Linked DNA regions of Triticum aestivum: region 2 is linked to region 1. Evidence: chromatin contacts called from public Hi-C data. All regions are on one chromosome and are shown on one strand. Each heading gives the region's core, a stretch centred on a gene start, on an enhancer-like site or on the middle of the called end of the contact. The rest is flanking DNA. Distances are from core to core; before and after follow the strand shown. Region 1 holds the start of LOC123063154 (ENHANCER OF AG-4 protein 2). Region 2 holds the start of LOC123063160 (delta(3,5)-Delta(2,4)-dienoyl-CoA isomerase, peroxisomal).

Region 1 (6,565 bases), core at 2,776-5,275:
GCTAGATGCAGTTCCTTACCTTCCCTCGTCTTAGAGGGAAAAATCTTAGTCTTAGCATCCTTCAGATTCTTCATAGTGATAATTTGATAATAATCCCAAGTGACTCAACAAATATAGCTATGCTCCCTAGCAACGACGCCAGAAAAAGGTCTTGATAACCCACAAGTATAGGGGATCGCAACAATTTTCAAGGGTAGAGTATTCAATCCGAATTTATAGATTCGACGGAAGGGGAGCCAAAGAATATTTACAAGTATTGGCAACTGAGTTATCAATTCAATCACACCTGGAGGTTAATTATCTGCAGCAAAGTGATCAGTAGCACAGTAATATGATAGCTTTGATAGTAGTGGTAGCATCAACAATAACTGTAACAGTGATAGTAATAGTTTTGTAGCAGTGACAATAGTAACAGCAGCAGTAGTAACTTAGCAAGATCAATATGTAGGAAAATTGTAGGCATTGAATTGGCGATTTGTTGGATGATATTCATCTTATAAGAGTCATAACCTACGGCGATACGACACTAGCTCCAGTTCATAAATATAATGTAGGCATGTATTCCGTAAATAGGCATACGTGCTTATGGAAAGAACTTGCATGACATATTTTATCCTACCCTACCATGGCAGCGGGGTCCTATTGGAAACTAAGAGATATTAAGACCTCCTTTTAATAGAGAACTGGAACAAAGCATTAACACACGACGAATACATGAACTCCTCAAACTACGGTCTTCATCGGGAAGTGTCCCGACTATTGTCACTCCGGGGTTGCCGGATCATAACACGTAGTAGGTGACTATAACTTGCAAGATCGGATCTAGAACATGGATATAATGGTGATAACATAAACGGTTCAGATCTGAAATCACGGCACCCGGGCCCAATGTGACAAGCATTAAGCATGGCAAAGTCATAGCAACATCAATCTCAGAACATAGTGGATACTAGGGATCAAGCCCTAACAAAACTAACTCGATTACATGATGAGTCTCATCCAACTCCTCACCGACCAGCGAGCCTATGAAGGAATTACTCACTCCTGGTGGAGAGCATCATGGAATTGGTGATGGAGGCGAATTGGTGATGACGAAGACCAAAGATTCCCCTCTCCGGAGCCCCAAACAGACTCCAGATCTAGCCTCCTGATGAAGAACAGGAGGTGACTGCGGCTCCGTCTCGTGAAACGTGATAATTCTTCCTCCCTCATTTTTTTTCTGGAAATATGTGATTTCATAGCGCTGGCTTCAGGGTCTGCGGGGCCACTAGGTGGGGACAACCCACCTAGGCGCGCCTGGAGGGGGGGCATGCCCTGGTGGGTTGTGACCACCCAGGTGCCCCCTCCGGTGGTTTTTGGCTCCAGAAATTATCTTTTATTGAATAAAAATCCTCGCAAAGTTTCGTTCCAATCCGAGAACTTTTATTTCTGCACAAAAACAACACCATGGTAGTTCTGCTAAAAACAACATCAGTCCGGGTTAGTTTCATTCAAATAATGCAAATTAGAGTCCAAGACAAGAGGAAAAGCGTTAGGAAAAGTAGATACGACGGAGACATATCACTCCTCCTCCTGCACCTCCTCCTTGACGTCGAGATCCAGCTCCGACATGGTTACATCGCTGGCCGCAGAGAGGGCCAGCGCGGTCTCTAGGCCATCCCATCACCGCTCATCATGGGTGGCCATGGAGTCCTCCATGGCCCGCCTCATGAGGCGGCCCTCCTCCTCCTAGGTCATGTGCGGTGGCGGGGACGGGGACGGAGAAGGTGTCGGCATGATGCCGCGCACATGTCGACGACCTCGTGTTTGGGGAGGGCTGTCAGCACGAGGAGGACGCGGGCGGCGTAGGCTAGGAGGACGACCGACAAAAAAAGATTGCCACCGCAGGTCGTGCTCGTCGCGGAGCCACGTATCCCACATCGGCGAATCTATGACGTACCTGGGGTCCTCCAGCAGATCTGGTGGCAGGCAGGCATGGCGTCGGTTGATCTCCATGCGGTGGCCGCGGCCGTTCACGGGCACTGGAGGGATCGACACGCGGTCGGTGGAGAGATGCCAGTTGTTTGTCAGGTGGATATCTCCCCGCGACAATAGCATCGTCGTCTCCCAGTAACGTTGGCAGACATTGACGTGGATGTACGACCTGTCACGATGCCCGACCGCCGGCGGTGCGGCTTCGAAAGCTGGCGAAGCAGGTGGTGCGGGGCGGCGCGGACCTGCTAGAGCGGCGTCGGCCAGAGGAGGAGCCGACCTCGTGGCTGTGCTTCCCCCTGCTGATCTAATGCCAGCCCACGGCGCCGGGGTAGGTGGGCGAGTGGGGGTGCGATGACAGTGGCTAGTGTTTGCTCGTGTTGGGGCTCGAGGAGGCAGGCCGACTAGGAAGTGAAAGATGTAGACTGGCCGGTCCACGGCTTCCACATTAAGAAGGACGACGCCCCCGCCCGTGTGAATGACAGTCGGGACCCGCATTAATTTTGGACGGTGAAAGTAGGTGGTGGGCCGCCACGCGTCCCCGTTCGTTCATCGTCCGTGTGGACGCAAACTAGGCGCATGTTTGCGTCAAAAAAGAGGCGGGCCGGACGTCAAGCGGACATAAAATGGGGAGTCATAGTCAGCCGAGTTCCAACGCCCACGCTGCCGCGCTTATGGGCCGGCCCAAAACGGAGACGCAACCAAAATGGTGCGCCAGAGAAGGATCGTACCAGCGACCTCCTGTTCCAGGGAAAAACACGCTAACCAGTCAGCCACTTAGACACATGTTCCAACGCCCACGCTGCCGCGCTTATGGGCCGGCCCAAAACGGAGACGCAACCAAAATGGTGCGCCAGAGAAGGATCGTACCAGCGACCTCCTGTTCCAGGGAAAAACACGCTAACCAGTCAGCCACTTAGACACATGTGTTAGCTTACATCGTTTCCCTCTTTTCTTGTTTCCTTTTTCCATTTTTTATTTTTATTTTTTTCTTCCATATATGATGAATTATTTTCATATACGTGAACTCTTATCAAACCGATGGATTGTTTTTCATTTTTCAATAAACTTTTATCAAATTTGATGAAATTTGAAAAAAGTTCATAAATCTGAAAAAAGTTCATTGGATTTGAAAAAAATTCATAAATTTGAGAAAAATTTAATCGGCCTTGAAAAAAGTTCATTGGATTTAAAAAAAAGTCCATCACATTTAAAAAAAGTTCATCAATTTTGAAAAAAGTTTATCAAACTTAAAAAAAGTTCATCAAATTTGTAAAAGAGTTCACTGAAATATAAAAAAAGTTCATGAAATTTGAAAAAAAAAGTTCATCAATTTAGAAAAAAAAGTTCATCAATTTAGAAAAAAAAGTTCCTCAAATTTGAAAAAAGTTCATCGATTATTTTATATATTTTATGAAAACGCAAAATGAAAAATCATAAATTTGAAAAAAGATTTAAAAAACACGTATTTAATCAAAAAGGAAAAAAAATAGAAAGATCAAATAAAAACAGACCCGTAAATGACAACGAACCGGAAAAAAAACCCTGTTTGGGAAGCTTCCAGAAGCTTCCCAAAACCAAAGAATTCCTGTGACTATAGAACAATAAAAAAAACAAGTAATGTGTCAGCTGTTTCTGGATAGCGTAGTGGTTCTGTCGTTCGAGACTCAGGCAGAGATCGGGAGTTCGACTCCTGGTTGCGCACAGAAGCGCCGGTTTTGCAAACGGGCGCATAAATGTCAAATAGAAAATGCCCATAAAATGCGGATGCGGCCGCGCGTTGGGCTGAGCCATCCGTCCGGTTTGACCTAAACGGACAAATGCCATGGGGTTGTGTGTTGGAGTTGGCCTAAACTCACTGACTTGTGGACCCCACTTTCCCGCAACGATCACACGGCCGGCCCAGGGCAAGTCTCAAAAGTTGAGAAAAACGCCGAAAGACAGCACAGCACAGCCCGGCACAGGTCAGCAGCAGCCCGGCACCGAGACCGGGGGCCGTCTACCGTTCAGTTTCAGCAGCCCCCTCGCCCTCCCTGGCACGCGGACCCCGCCGCCCCGCGCCCACCCTCCGCGAGCCCCTCGTGGCGTCGCCGCCGGCACGGGACGAGCCACGCCCGCCCTTTCTCTCGCGTCACTGCAGCCGTCCGTCCCAGCCACAGCGCCTCCCCCGCCCACCGCCGCGGCCCGCGACCAGCAACGGACGCCTCTCCCTCCCAAAAGGCCAAAAATTTCCCCCTCCCCTTCCACGCTCCAGTCTCCTCCGAGTCTCCCACACACCCATCCCCTCCCCCCTCCCCTGAATCTCGAGCTAGTAAACCCTAGAATTCCCCCTCCCCCGCCCCGCTCGATGCGCTGACCCGAATCCCAGCAAGGTCAGGTGCTACTCCCCGCCGCCCCTGCCCCCCTCCCGCTCTCTCCACCCCTCTGTGATGCTCTGTGGTGCCGCGGTTGCTTTGGGCTGTTGCTCTGCTATAGGCGGTGCTGCTTGGTTTGCTGCCGGCAGGGGGCGGCGCCTCCGCCTCCCTGGGTGGTCTTCGCTCGGGGAATTTCCCCATTCGATTGGTGTTGCGGAGGCCGCCGGGATCCCGAAGGGCTCCTCTTTTCTTCTTTTCTCTAGTTTTGCAGCGGTTCGTGAATGGTGTATGTGCTGATTTAGAGCAACGAAGATGGGGTTTTTCTTTTCTGCTTGTCGGTGCGCTAGTGTAGTCTAGTGACAGCCTTTTGCTGCTGCTGCTGCCGATTTCCATCCCAACGAGAAAGCTGCAGCTTTTTCTTTACGGCCATACCTACCTAGTTCTGTGTCATATTGGGGATTGGGAGTGTGATCTGGCAAAGACCACATTTTACCCCGACACTCTTTGGAGAGTCTCTGTATGTGTTTGAGCAATCAATGCTGGTTTGGTGAGATAATCAGGAGCTTTAAAGAAGATATATGTGGAATTTTGTTTTCCTTTCCCTTTTACTTGTTGCATGGATGCTTAGAACCTGCCTTGCTGTGCACTGGTACCGTCGCAGATAACTTATATGGACTCCATTATTTGTTACCTCGTGATATAGTTTGCGACAGAAGATATTAAAAATATTTCTGTTTATCTGCTGTATCATTTGGAAGTGGGTGTCCCCCAAAGACTTCACAGCACAATTTTTCCATGCTAATTTATCTTTTTTTATGGACTGTATTTATGGCTTAAAAGCAAATTATGTATAAGGGGAAGGAATGTGTGTCCTGCTTTTATCATTGGCACACATCACTTATAATTTGTAGATTTTTAATATATTGCTTAATAAGGGTCACTAATTTTCCTAATGTTCTTGTTTGTTTTGCAGATTTGCATTTGCATTTGCTATGCCATTTGGGAGTTTCTCATAGAACAAGCCAGGTTACATAAGATGAGCACAGGATTCAGCGCAGAGATCTTTGCGCAGAAGCTTTCGAAGCTTAATATTGCACAACAGAGTATAGAGAGTATCCTTACTTTCAGCCAGCATTAACTTAGAGGTTTCTTTTCTGCATGTGCTTTAGTGTAAATGTGGCCCAACTAGAGTTTCGCACAGAAGAGGCTGAGTTCAGTTTTTACATTTCTCTAGTTGCTCTTGGCACAACACACAAACAGCACAGATTAATCATTTTCATCATACTTTGTCAGTTGACTTGTTCATTCAACTCATTGGCTTCTATAGTTTGGGAAGCAAAAAGTCAGAGAAGACAGCTTATGGAAAATGTTAGTATTGACTGCGTTGTTAGTTGTTACTTTTAGCATTTCAGATCACTGTGGCAGTAGACCTTTTGCATTGAACTGATGACTTCCTGAGCTGTGTACGAATAGAAATATTTTGCTCAAGATGTGTCTATGCAATTATTAGCTCACTGCACAGCTTGAAAATTTTGCTCAAATCTACTGTTATGCTTAACAAAAAAAGCTTTATCGCACTGGTGCATCTTCCATCATCGTTGTTGCCAGGAAGTTGTTGACATATGGAATAAAGATTTTCACTCAGCTCCTCAAGAGAGAAAGATATCTTTGCTGTACCTTGCAAATGATATTATGCAGAATAGTAAGAAGGATGGCATGAGATATATACATGAGTTCTTGAAGGTCATCGCTGCTGCCTTAGATGACCTGTTCACCAACGGTGATGATTTTGGACGAAATGTTGTAAAAAGACTGGTACGTGAAACTTACTCATGTTTTTATTATCTCATATTGTAGTTGGCGTGTGTCTTTTAGGGCAAGGCTGATAGGTGAAACTTATTGATGGTTATATACAGAAGCACTTAAAAGCTCACATCTATTACTATGATACCATATCATATTAAGTGATGTACTAGTATGTGTCATGCATGGCAATAAACAAGGTCACTATAATACCAAGCTATGATACCATATCATGTTAAATGATGTGCTAGTATATGATACTCCCTCTGTCCCAAAATTCTTGTCTTAGACTTGTCTAAATACTGATGTATCTAGTTACGTTTTAGTGTTAGATACATCCGTATCTACACAAATCTAAGACAAGAATTTTGGGACAGAGGGAGTACTTTCCATCATGACCAGCCTTATGTCATATTAGTTGCTTTTACTGATTGTTA
Region 2 (6,565 bases), core at 2,763-5,262, 200 kb before region 1:
AGTTCGCTGATTCGCCTTTTAACACTACCAAAGGTGTCACGTTCCCAAGATTGCAACTTGGTCGAGATGGATTCCAGCTTGTGCTGTAGCTCGCCACATGTGGTGGCCTTTCCCTTTCCCTGCCAAAGATTAGATAACAATGGCGAGAAAGAGTCATGAGACTCCCACATAACCTCGTACCTGAACAACTTGTTCTTTTTTCCAATTGGATGCCGCTCCACATGTCCAGAAAGCCTGAGTAGTATTGGGCAATGATCCGATCCAGCTGCTACAAGGTGGAACAAAGTAGCGTCAGGATATCTCGAACTCCAGTCCGGAGAAGCTAAGGCTCTGTCCAGGCGAACTCTACAGAAACTGCCCCCGGTAACTCGCTTCTCAAAGGTCCAGGAATTTCCCTTGTAACCTAGATCAGCCAGGCCACACACATCCAACATATCTCGGAAGCCAGACATCTGGGCATAACTTCTCTCCAACACTCCAACGTGCTCGTGTCTGTGTAAGACTTCATTAAAATCCCCTATACACATCCACGGCAAGTCCGAAGATGCTCTTATAAACTTCAACATGTCCCACGTTTTATGTCTTTCCGCCACGTGTGCCTCCCCATACACACACGTAAGTCTCCATGAGCCCCCTTCCAACCCAGTTACAATCGCATCCATGTGATACTGTGAATATGGTAATATTTCAATTTTAACATCATCATTCCAGTACATACCCAGGCCACCAGATCGACCTGTACTGCTAACTGCAAAACCATTCTTAAAACCAAGCAATGGTGCTAATTTTTCTACTCTAGTTCTGTGAAGCTGGGTTTCCACTACACAGAGCACAGTAGGAGCATGTGTTTGCACTAAAGTGCGCAATTCTCTGACTGTCGAGGACATGCCCAAACCTCGAGAGCTGCACAGAAGTCCAAATGTTTTGAAAATTAAAGCGTACCTCACGCATCAAATTGTCTACCACCCTAATTTTTTTTTGGAATTTTTTGAATTTTTCTAGTATTTATTTTGATTTTTTTCGTGAGCGCAGGTGCAGATGAGCTCGGGCTCAGATTCGAATTTTCGAGTCATAACGTGGTATTCCCTCTACTAATATTTTTACAGAGGGTGCATGTGGGAGTCACCCAAATTATTTTGGAGCTATTTTCAGACAGGCGTTTAGACGTGGGTTAATTTGTTTTTCAGTATGTGACCTTGTTAAACCACATGCAAAAATTCATTGCAGATCGATTAAGTAAGCGATGTACTAATTTCTGGTTTAAATAATAACCGGACTTGAAAATGCTGTAAGCTAAATTTGGCAAACTTAAAACACATAAGAGCTATAGATAAAAACAAATTGACATGGTAACCAAAGGGGGTTGGTACCGCGATAACATCAGAGTACCAAACTCACCTCTTCAGGACTGAAATTCAACTTATACCGCCGTCAGTTTCTCATTGGTCTTGTTCACCCAACCCAGATACTTAGTGGCTATTTCTTGCTGGAGGTGTTTTTCTGCAGAGTTTTGGCACGGTTCTTCTCTCGTGCTTTCTTGTTGTTTTCACGTGGATTGGTTGTAACATTGTTGTTCTATGAACATATGCATGGTTATCCTAAAAAAAACAAGATACAATAAGCTCGTGAACTTTCCAGTCCCTCAAATCAGGTAAATCACACTCCTATTGTGAAGGTACTCAACTCTCTGCAAAAGCGCATCACACTACAAGTGGGAATGGTTAATCTATAGGCATCACAACATATCACTAATCAATACGGACATCAGTAGTGCTAAGGAAATACCATAAAATCCTTGTTTTATTCCCTTTTATATATGATATGATATGCATACAAGATACAGATAACAAGAGCACTTGTTTTCCAAATTCATAGATTGTACTATTTCTTGTCTACATTCTACCATCTCACTTTCATTCTCAGGTGGCTAGGGTTCACATATAAATTTTCGCCCATGATGAAGATCATCAGAGCTTAGAGAAAACAGGCTTCCGCTTCTCCATGAAAGCTTTGATGGCCTCCATCAGGTCATTAGATCTCAGCATTCCAGAGTTCCAAGTCGCTACATGCTCCAGGCCCTGCTCTACTGTGATATCTCTGCTTCTCAGTAGAACTGCCTTCGTTCCCATCACTGCGTTTGCCGACTTCTCTGATATTTCTGAAACAATGAAAAAAAAAATGTCTCTTGGTCCATCATAGGTCGCAGCTTGTTGAGTTACATAGTTGATGGAGAAAAAGTGGTAGGCATAGTTAACAAGAAACTGGTTTGCACAGGGACGTCTTGTGCATGAATCTGAATTATGGTAACACCCTATGAACATGGAACAGTCAGACCTACATATGTGCATCTACTTACAACTTGGATGAACAAATCCAACTTGCTTCTGGCTCGATAGAGGGGCGACACTAGTGAATTGTGAACCCTTTTTAACCATTATACAATGCTTCATTTGATTGATTCAAGTGCATCTGACTTCAAACTAACAACACTAACTATATGACCCAAACTTTCCAGTACACTTCTCATGATGTTGGGAAATGGAGCACAGCGCCTCTGCAGCCAATCAAGAGAGTGGTGGATTTTGCTGCTTAATGTAGTAAGAGAAACATTTAACCCTGCACTTATAGGACACCAAGCACACTATAGCAAATGCACAAAAACCAGGAAATGAGAATATAGATGGATCTTTAGGAAAGCTGGGTGAGTTGGAATTCTAGAAAGCCTGTGAAAAGTTTAAGCTGAACTAGAGATACTATGCTAAAATAACAGAAGGCCACCAACCAATTGTATTTAAAGACACAATTCATGCGTGCTGTTAATGTTACTAACATGAAGTTTAACCTCAATTTTTCCAGAATCAACAGGTTCTGACTAACATAAAATCAAATATTATCCAGCCAAATGGATCTACCGATTCCAGTTAGATCAACTGCAATCAGAGTATAAATAAGTTTATCAACAACATATACACAGATACCCAAGAGAGACACCCTTGTTCATTTTGTTGCCGACATGACCTACATAATGATGTCATGACATCTCAAGTTCTCAACTCCAAACAAGGACTGTTTTGTAGGTTGTGAAATTCCAGGTGACATCCTTTATTAGTTTGAACTTGGAATTGCACAATTCATGTTAAACATTTTGGCAGAGTACAGAGGCAAAGAAAGAACAGCAGAGAGAAATTATACCTTTGGCGATCTTCGCAACACCAGCATCCAGCTCCTGCTTGGAATCGAACACCCTGCTGACCAGCCCCATCTCCTTGGCCTCCGCGGCGGTGATCCTGCGGCCCGTGAGGGCTAGGTCTGCGGCGTTCCCGTAGCCGACGATCCGCGGCAGGCGCTGGAGCGCGCCGAGGTCGGCAACGATGGCCATGTCCACCTCCTTGAGCACGAACGTGGCGTCCTTTGAGCAGTAGCGTATGTCGCAGGCGGCGACGAGGTCGACGCCGCCGCCGACGCAGGCGCCGTGCACGGCCGCGATGACGGGCTTCCGGCACAGCTCGACGGCGGTGAGCGCGGCCTGCATGCCGAGGATGGCGCGGCGGAGCCCCTCGGCCGCGGCCGCGGGGTCGGCGCCCCGGCTGAAGGGCGCGGTGAGCGGGTTCCCGGGCCCGCCGAGCTCGATGCCCGCGCAGAAGTGGGGGCCCGCGGCGGAGAGCACGACGGCGCGCGCGGCGGGGACGCGGTCGAGCAGCGCCATGGCGCGCGGGATCTCCGCGAAGGAGTCCGGGCTGAGCGCGTTGCGCTGCGCGGGGCGGCTGAGGCGCACCTCGTAGACCGCGGCCGCCGGGTCCGGCCGCGTCACGGCCAGGGCCTTGAAGCCCCGCCGCAGCTCCGCCTCCGCGTCCGACGCGCCGCCGCTGGCCATCTGAGCTCCTCCGCCGTGTGCGTGGCGTGTGCCGTGTGGGGATTAAACTCTAGCCGCCTGTGCTGCTCTGTTGACTGCTGCTGCTGCTGCTAATATGAAGGAAGGAAGGAAGCCATCATCATAGTGGTAAATACCGAAGCTAATCCTCTCTTGTTTTTCTTGTGCGGACGCAACGAGATTGCTAGATAAGATAAGCAGCTCGGAAATCATCAGAAAAAACTAACCTGTCGAAAGCTCCTAACGATGCTGCCTCGGCCCGGCCGCAGTACAATCCAGCCTCAGTCTTGTTCTTTTCACAGCGATTTTCCATGAGTTTTCATCAGCTGGTAAAAGTAAAAAATGAAGCATACTTTACTGACTGCCACCGGGACCCATGACCCACTAGTGTCTTTTTTTTTCCTTTAGAAAACCATGACCCACCGGTGCCGAGCGAGACGGGACGAAGGCCCACCTGTGCGTCTCAAGGAAAGAAAGGCTCGCTTCAGGATCTTTACGGCCCATGCGAGGGGATTGGCGAGCCCATGACCCACATCGCTTGGCGAGGGGGAGGCGGGGCGCTGCGAGGCTATAAAGAGCAGGGGTGGCCGGCGGGTTGAAGCATACCTTTCTCGGCCTTTTGGCTAAGATCGAGTGTAGTATCTGTTCTTATCAGTTTAATATCTGATATGTGGGCCATGTGTCTACAATGATATTAAATTTATTTTTTATGGAAGAGGGTCCATCATAATGGTTTGCCATTGGGACCCTCAGGTGTTGCCCAGTGCGTTGCATTATTGCCTGGGCAGGCGCACCCCAACCAAATTAATTAAAAATTTATGTAATGCAGCTTTAATTCAGTGTTGATTGAAGCTGCTGACATGCAGGCGCGGCTTGCTCTCCCTCAGCGCCGTGTTGATCTGCTCGTGCGCGTCTTCCAGGTTTGGTCACCACAGCCTGAGTCGAGAAACATGCAGGTGGTGGTGCTCCTGGGAGAAGCACGGGATGGTGTGGAGTATGCGGTTGGTATATTTGATAAGGTTCCTTTGCCCTGTCATCAGTTTTTTTTTTTTTTGCGGGTGATCAGTTTGGGTTGATAGGCTGATTCCTAAAACTGAGTGGTGTATATAACAACTGAAGTCACATCTGTTTTCCGCCTATATTTTTATCCACAAAATTGATGAATGAAAATTGCCTCGCAATCCATGAAGCCTTCACGCAGTGCAATGAGGACAGATTAATGTTGGAGTATTCGCTACGAACTTATTGTCTTCATTTTTCAAAATATAAGACGTTATTATAGGCTTTTTCTTGAGACGAAGGTAGTAACTACATTTGAGTAGACCTTCTCGGGCGTGAAAACTGTTTGGAGAGTAAAGGTTCATGCATGGAGTACATTGTGTGTTTTCTTTGTCCCAGTTTTGCACTGCGTCGGCATAGAAATATTACGTAATAAGAGTCGAACCAAAAGGTTTATTTTGAAACTTATGGCACACTAAACAGTGTATTGAATCAATGGTATAGCCCTTTCGAACCGATTGGGGGAGGAGGAGGGGGGGACCAGTAGCGGTGGCACTCCACTCGAGGAGGAGGAAGGACACCGGGGTGACGATGCACGTTACAGAGGGACGATTCCCTTGACAAAGAAAATGGCTTAATTTTTTATTGGGGGAAAGGGGGATGGGAGAGTGTGTGCTCTTCCCCGACACCACCACTCATATCACACATCGCCGACAAAGTCACCAACTATAGCTGCCACCTCTTTGTTGGCTCGATCATATCAAGGGGAATTTAGAGACGGAAAGAGGCAAGTACGGATGGAAAATAATACCCCCTTCGTCCTGAATTACTTGCCGCGGAAATGAATAATAATGAACGTATCTAGAACTAAAATATATCTAAACACATCTATTTGTGCGACAAGTAATTCGGACAGACGGAGCATGCTAGCTGAGCTCAATGGTCGGCTTAAGTCAAAATTTAGTGAGTCACTATCTTGTCAATGGTACATGGGCCTAGTTTGTCGGATTTCTCATCAACGGTTAACCAAACAAATTTGGATTATGTTTCCACTGCTAGCTCAGAAGTTGCGTGTATTCCAAATCGCTTGAACTTGTGGGTTTATGTTACTTTCACTCTAAAGGCTCTTAATTATTTTATTCTTTTCCCGCAAAAAGAATGTATTTTTGAAATTTTCTCCATTTGTTCTGATATCATATAATGTTGTACTACACCCATGAACAAGATAAGTGGGTTGCTCAGCCACAACTTTATCAAAACAAATGGCCATTTTATTGTGAACTCTGTTTGTAGAAAAATGAAATCTACCTATGTTTACACTAGTTCGAGGCGGCCGAATCAAGAAGCTCTTCAACTTCCAGCCACTTAAATTAGTTGGCAGCCGCGGCAATAGCAGCCCAGATAGCCCGCAACTTCCCGGCGTAGTCCACTAGGCTCTTGATGGGCGACGCCGCCTTCTCGGCCGTCTCCGTCTCCGCGAACCTTCCAGCCCAGGCGGCCAGGCGCGGAGTCCTGCCGGCGTCGATGATCATCACGCCGAACATCTCGCGCAGCGCCTCGAACCAGAAGAGGTGGCACCCGAGCGCGAGGTCGAGGTACCCGACGGAGTCGCCCGCGAAGAAGGCCTTGCCGCCAGAGCACTCGGCAAAGGCGTCCTCCAAGGGCCTGACCGCCGCGAGCGCGGCGTCGAGCCTC

The links. A called contact is a pair of places that touch in the nucleus more often than the background predicts.
Region 2: a Hi-C map of leaf shows a contact between it and region 1, with 5 times the contacts expected there. The contact joins the promoter of LOC123063160 here to the promoter of LOC123063154 in region 1. A contact is called at or near these places in 2 of 5 Hi-C or Micro-C datasets (both in leaf).

The regions. Positions count from the first base shown.
Region 1 is chr3A:681,349,411-681,355,975 of IWGSC CS RefSeq v2.1, reverse strand. It overlaps LOC123063154 (ENHANCER OF AG-4 protein 2), which reads left to right and starts at 4,025. Exons shown (of 8, transcript XM_044486896.1): 1 at 4,025-4,348; 2 at 5,299-5,437; 3 at 5,893-6,140. The coding sequence starts at 5,362.
Region 2 is chr3A:681,554,310-681,560,874 of IWGSC CS RefSeq v2.1, reverse strand. It overlaps LOC123063160 (delta(3,5)-Delta(2,4)-dienoyl-CoA isomerase, peroxisomal), which reads right to left and starts at 4,012. Exons shown (of 2, transcript XM_044486900.1): 1 at 3,193-4,012; 2 at 1,783-2,158. The coding sequence starts at 3,874. The coding sequence ends at 1,968. LOC123063782 (U2 spliceosomal RNA) reads left to right here and starts at 4,474; the gene lies at 4,474-4,670. It overlaps LOC123063159 (probable glutathione S-transferase GSTU6), which reads right to left. Exons shown (of 1, transcript XM_044486899.1): 1 at 6,032-6,565. The coding sequence ends at 6,241.